Regions from separate parts of the Pan troglodytes genome. Here region 1 is linked to region 2. A link is a contact called in public HiChIP or PLAC-seq data. All regions are on one chromosome and are shown on one strand. Each heading gives the region's core, a stretch centred on a gene start, on an enhancer-like site or on the middle of the called end of the contact. The rest is flanking DNA. Distances are from core to core; before and after follow the strand shown.

Region 1 (2,700 bases), core at 115-2,614, 140 kb before region 2:
TGCTGGCCAGGCTGGTCTGGCCTCCATCTCCTGTGCTTAAGTGATCCACCCACCTCCGCCTCCCAAAGTGCTGAGATTACAGGCATGAGCCACTGAGCTCGGCCCATAATGTTTTTAAAAAGTATATCTGGAGATATTGACACAATTATGAATGCAGGCTGTAACACTTAGTAATACAGTCAATAAATTATTTTGCAATTTCAAAGTATCATTACAAAACTAATTTAAAAAGCAGCCGGGCGCGGTGGCTCATGCCTGTAATCCCAGCACTTTGGGAGGCCGAGGCGGGCGGATCACGGGATCAGGAGATCGAGACCATCCTGGCTACACAGTGAAACCCTGTCTCTACTAAAAATACAAAAAAATTAGCCGGGCATGGTAGCCGGCGCCTGTAGTCCCAGCTACTTGGGAGGCTGAGGCAGGAGACTGGCGTGAACCTGGGAGGCGGAGTTTGCAGTGAGCCGAGATCGCGCCACTGCACTCCAGCCTGGGCGACAGCGAGACTCCGTCTCAAAAAAAAAAAAAAAAAAAACACTAATATCAAAAGCTGTTGAATTTCTAAACGCATTTCCAATTGACCTTTATCAATTGCCAATAGTTTTCAAAGTGACAAATACTGAAATTTCTAACGTTACTTTGGAATAAGCAAATATCTCTCTTGGTTATAGATCATCTGTAAAACTAAGGCCATATTGAAGAAAGCCAAAGTTATAAAACTAAATTTGTGAAACAGCCCTTTATTCTTTCCTTTTCTCTTTCTAGGATGGGTTGAATTAGTACTAAATTTGGGTTTCATAAGGGCGAATTTATCTTTGAAATGGATTTTCCTCCCATCAGGTAGTCTTAATTGCTTTATAAAAATCTAAAATCTAACACAGGTTTTTAAAAAGTAAATTTTTCAAGCAGTTCATTTCCAGATGTTCGGCCCAAAAGTAAACAGTATATACATTTACTTCAAATTAAAAACTGACGACCGGAAAGCATACTTTTAAAGGTAATGTCCTTTAAAAGAATTAAGAATCACGAGAACGGAACTGCTATTTGCTACCTCTGGGTTTCCGTTCACAGAAGCGCGAGGGGCCCAGCGCTGCGGCTCTGCCTCGCTGGGCCACCCCTTTCGGGCACGACCGGGAGCGGGTGCTCCTCACACCGAGCGCCCGGGCGAGCACAGCTGCAGCCTGGGGATGGAGCCCAGAGCCCTGCCCTGCAGATGACGCGCCGCTGCAGCTTCGCCCACCCTCCCACAAAATGGCTGCGGGTGGCGCCAGGGATGCTGGGCGCGCGCTCCTTGGAACTAGAGAGGAGGTGGCCGGGGCGGGGCCGGGGGAGGGGGGTAGGGCAGAGCCGGCGGGAGCCCGGCGCTGATTGGCTGGCCTGGCTGGCGGGCCCCCGCCGCTGGTTCGTAGCCGGCGCAGCGGCCTGGGCTGGGATGTGAGGAGCGGCGGGTTCCGGGCTCCGGTCTCCGGGTGGCGGCGGCTGTGAGCGGCGGCACTGCGGCGCAGGCGGCGGAGGCCAGCGGGCGCCGTCGGCGGCTGGCCCTGTCGGCCGCGGGATGAGGAAGCGGACCGAGCCCGTCGCCTTGGAGCATGAGCGCTGCGCCGCCGCGGGCTCGTCCTCCTCCGGCTCGGCCGCCGCGGCGCTGGACGCCGACTGCCGCCTGAAGCAGAACCTACGCCTGACGGGCCCGGCGGCGGCTGAGCCGCGCTGCGCAGCCGACGCGGGAATGAAGCGGGCGCTGGGCAGGTGAGGCTTCGCGCGGAGCGGGGGCGGGGGGGGCGGTTCCTCACTTTGCGCAGGTGCGTCCCGCAGGGGGCCGCTGTACCTCCCAGCCCCTCCCAGAGTGGCCGTCCGCCCGATCCGCGGCCGCCCCCGTCCGCGCCTGTGTCCCGCATTTGGCCCGCGGCAGCCCCACCCCCGCTCCCTTCCCCAGGCACCGCGGCGGGAGCGCCCTGCCCTGCAGCTGACCCCCTGTGTCCTAATCCGGCCCTATCGCCAGGCACTCCCGGCCTAGCCTTGCACCCCGACCCTTTCCCGGGGAAGCCGGGGGGACCCTTACGCTGGGGGCTTGGCGCCGCCCGAAGTCATGACCCCGCGTGGGAGAGCAGGGTTAGGGGGTGGGGAGTCCTTGGAAGATCCCTGGACGCCAAGCACAGCAGAGGCGGGAGGCAGAGGGGCCGGCGCCAGACCCTGAGAGCGCTGGGGCCCACTCGGACCTCCTCCTCCTGCTCTGCATCAGGCCCCACACCGAGCGCCCGGGCGGGCGCCCCTCGGGCTGGGCTGCGTGCGCGGAGCCTTACTGGCGCCTTGGGCCCTCGGCGGCTCTCCCCGGTAACTAGGGTCGGGGGCGTGCGTCGCTCAGAACTCGGGGACCTTTGGGGAAGGGCTCAGTGGGCCGCGGGGTGCTAGGGGGAGGAGGGACTCGGAGCATCGCAGCCGTCGGAGGGAAACCTGTCCTTCGCTCTGCTGGTGATGGTTCGTGGTACTTGAAATCTGTCCGCACAAGTTCGCCTCCTTGGGAATCATCTCGCAGTCCTGAGTCGTTTGGTTATTGGCGTTCAATAACCTTTGGGTTATTGGGTAGAAGATGAATGCGTTTATATAAAGCCACTTTCAAAACTGAGATGGGAACGTGTTTCATAGGGACAGATTTCTCCTCCCATCTGCTGGTTTCCTAGTTATCTGGCTGTTGTAGAACGTAGC
Region 2 (2,700 bases), core at 93-2,592:
AGGGGGCTGTGCAAGACTACCATGTACCTATCAAACTGAAAACTACCATCCTATCCATTGATCTGCAAAGCTGTTTATCAGTGAAAAAGTTACAAATGTTTACGAATGAAACAGAAAATCTAAAAAACTGTATGTGCATTACACTTTTTAAAAATGTGTATGTATATTTAGGAATACCAAAAACACAGCAAGAACACAGGCCCATAGTAAACATGGTTAAGAGTAACGGGGACAATCAGTGACTTTAACGTTTCACTACTCAAACAAATTTTTGCAAGACATAAAAAGTAACAATTAGTAAGATGATCTCTGTCAACTTCAACCCAAGCAAATTTCTCCAAGGGAGGTGTGGGAACCTCTGGACAGAGCCTTCTTCGAGGGCTCCATCTCCATCTCTGAGCTTCATACCCCTCCCTGCGTGAAGCAGGCATCTTCAGTGATTTTCTTCTAAGCAGCGTACACAAAAAAAAGTCTCACAATTCCCTGCAGATTACCGAGCTCACCCCATTCCAACCCACAAGGCTGCCCAGGCCTGGTTCCAGTCCCATTTTCTCCCACAGGCTGCTGCAGGAAAACAAAGAGTGGCTGGAGGCAGGGGCGGGGAGCACGGGCTCTGCAGCCAGCGCGGAAGCGCACGGCCAGAAAGAGACCAGGAACGTCCGCCAGGCTCCCGGGCTCAGCATCATCTGCGGGGGACGGCGGACCCCGCCAGGCGCGGGCTCCCAGTGGGGCGGACCCGTGGCCGCGGCCCTGCGCAGGGGACGCCCGGCCCCCGCCGACTGCGGCTTCCAGGCGACTCCCCAGTCGGCTGTGCCTGGCCGCCGGCCGGCTAGGGGCGCGGGTAACGCCCGACGGGCCGCCCCGCAGAGACCCCCGCTGGCGCGGCTCCGGGACCGGCGCCCTCTCAGCGGGCCCGGGCGCACAGGGCGGGGCAGCGCCTCACCTTGGGGTCGCGCTCGTAGTAGTGCTGCTGCGTGCGGATCCAGCGGCCCACGAGGTGGTCGCGCACCGTGTGCGCCAGCGCGAAGAAGTAGTCGCGGGGCGTGGCCACATTGCGGTCCTTGACCAGCGTGAAGTGCAAGTGCCGGTTGAAGCTCTTCCGCACCTCGGCCACGTCGCCTAGCCCCGCCAGGCCGCGCACGCTGATCTGCTTCCGCTTCTCGCTGTCCGTCAGCGGCTTCGCCATCGCGCCGGCGGAGGCGGAGGAAAAGAGATGGAGGAGGAAAGCGGCGGCACACGCGAACGCCGGGATGGTGCAGCTGCTCTGGCGCCGCTGCTCTGGCGCCCGGCACTGCGGCTCTGCGGGCGGGATGGGCCGCGCCTGCGCGCCGCGCCGGGGCGGGGCCTCGGGAGGGCGGGGCGGGCGTCCAGGCTCATAGCTGAGATCGCTGGTGTAGTCCGAGGCGGCAGCTACCTGTCCACGCCACCTGAGAGTGGTGTTTGCCCCCTCGTTGGGCAAGCCCGGCAGAAAGTGGGAGCGACTGGAGGGGGCAAGGGACCCGGGGCCTCGGAGCGTGCCGTCGTGGCCGCGCCTGCCAGCCCGGGGACGGTGCGGGAAGGGGGCCCTGCCCTCCGGCCCTCGGGTTCCTGGAACCTGCCCTCCCGCCCTGCACCGGGTCACCAGGTGCCCCGCGGGAGCGCGCTGGGCTCGGGCTGTGGCCGAGACCTGGTACACGTTCGGGGAAACTGATTACAGCTTGAAAGGCATCCACCAACGCCTGCTGGGCCCGGTCTTCTCTGTCCGGGGCAGGGCGGCTCTGAAAATACCAGCTACTTGCTTGCCACTCCAGGCCGATGACAGACGTGGAGAAAACCAGCTGCCAGCGAGCTGGAGACGCCCGTTCCCGAGGGCGCGAGGCAGCCACAGCCAAGTGCCACCACGACCCCGCCTCGGAGGGACCGCAGCCCCCTAGCCCTCGGAGAAACCCTGTTCCCGAAACCACCCGGCAGACGCTGTCCGCTTTGAGATTACAGCAGGGAGAAGGAAACATGCCCGTCTGGCCGGGGAGCTCAGCCACTAACCGAGACTTAGCCTCTGTCATCCCAATCCAGGCTGCAGCTCCAGCTAGGGGGCGTCTGCACACAGCTTCCCGCACTTGGCCCCGCGGAACACAGTCCTGCTGGCCTCAGCCTGTGGGAACCCTGCTTCATGTAAAGGTCACCTAAACTCTGCCTTCCCTCAACCCCTTCAAACTCTGCCTTTCCCTTCGTTCTTGGGAGGCGCTCCCTCATTGCAGTGGGTCAGTACACCCGATTTTGTGGGACCACAGGTTTGCTCCTGGTGGTCTTGGGCTGAAGGGGCTGCAAAGGTTACTGAATTTCATGGAGGTAAAAATTGCCCGCAGGAGATGTCATGAAAGTCCAGGTGCAGTAGGTTTCCTGGTGTGATGCTTCAAAGTTATCTTCTTACCTGGAGCCCCTTCCAGCTGCAGACTTCAGAGGTCGGAGGTTAATCAATCTGGAATGACCCCACAGCCCACCCAGCTCCAGCTCGGGATTCACTCCTGCACTATGTCCTAGGGATTCTGGAGCCAACAAGATCGAACTTCGGGCACAGATGGCAGGGCTGTGGGGTCCAGCTTGGCTGCAAGCTCCGAACACTGATGCAATCTCTCTGAGGGTGATCTGGCAATTCAGAAGTCATAAAAATGATAGTGCCCTATGACCACTTCTACCACTCTGGGGAATTGAGTTCAAGGA

What was found. HiChIP or PLAC-seq counts read pairs in DNA pulled down with a chosen protein or histone mark.
Region 1: an H3K4me3 HiChIP or PLAC-seq map of stem cell-derived excitatory neurons shows a contact between it and region 2, with 2.8 times the contacts expected there. The contact joins the promoter of ABHD12 here to the promoter of PYGB in region 2. A contact is called at or near these places in 1 of 7 Hi-C or Micro-C datasets (stem cell-derived neural progenitor cells) and 1 of 1 datasets of contacts at active chromatin or transcription factors (stem cell-derived excitatory neurons).

The regions. Positions count from the first base shown.
Region 1 is chr21:31,924,031-31,926,730 of NHGRI_mPanTro3-v2.0_pri, reverse strand. It overlaps ABHD12 (abhydrolase domain containing 12, lysophospholipase), which reads left to right and starts at 1,364. Exons shown (of 13, transcript XM_016937585.3): 1 at 1,364-1,743. The coding sequence starts at 1,553.
Region 2 is chr21:31,779,122-31,781,821 of NHGRI_mPanTro3-v2.0_pri, reverse strand. PYGB (glycogen phosphorylase B) reads right to left here and starts at 1,342. Exons shown (of 20, transcript XM_016937584.3): 1 at 944-1,342. The coding sequence starts at 1,186.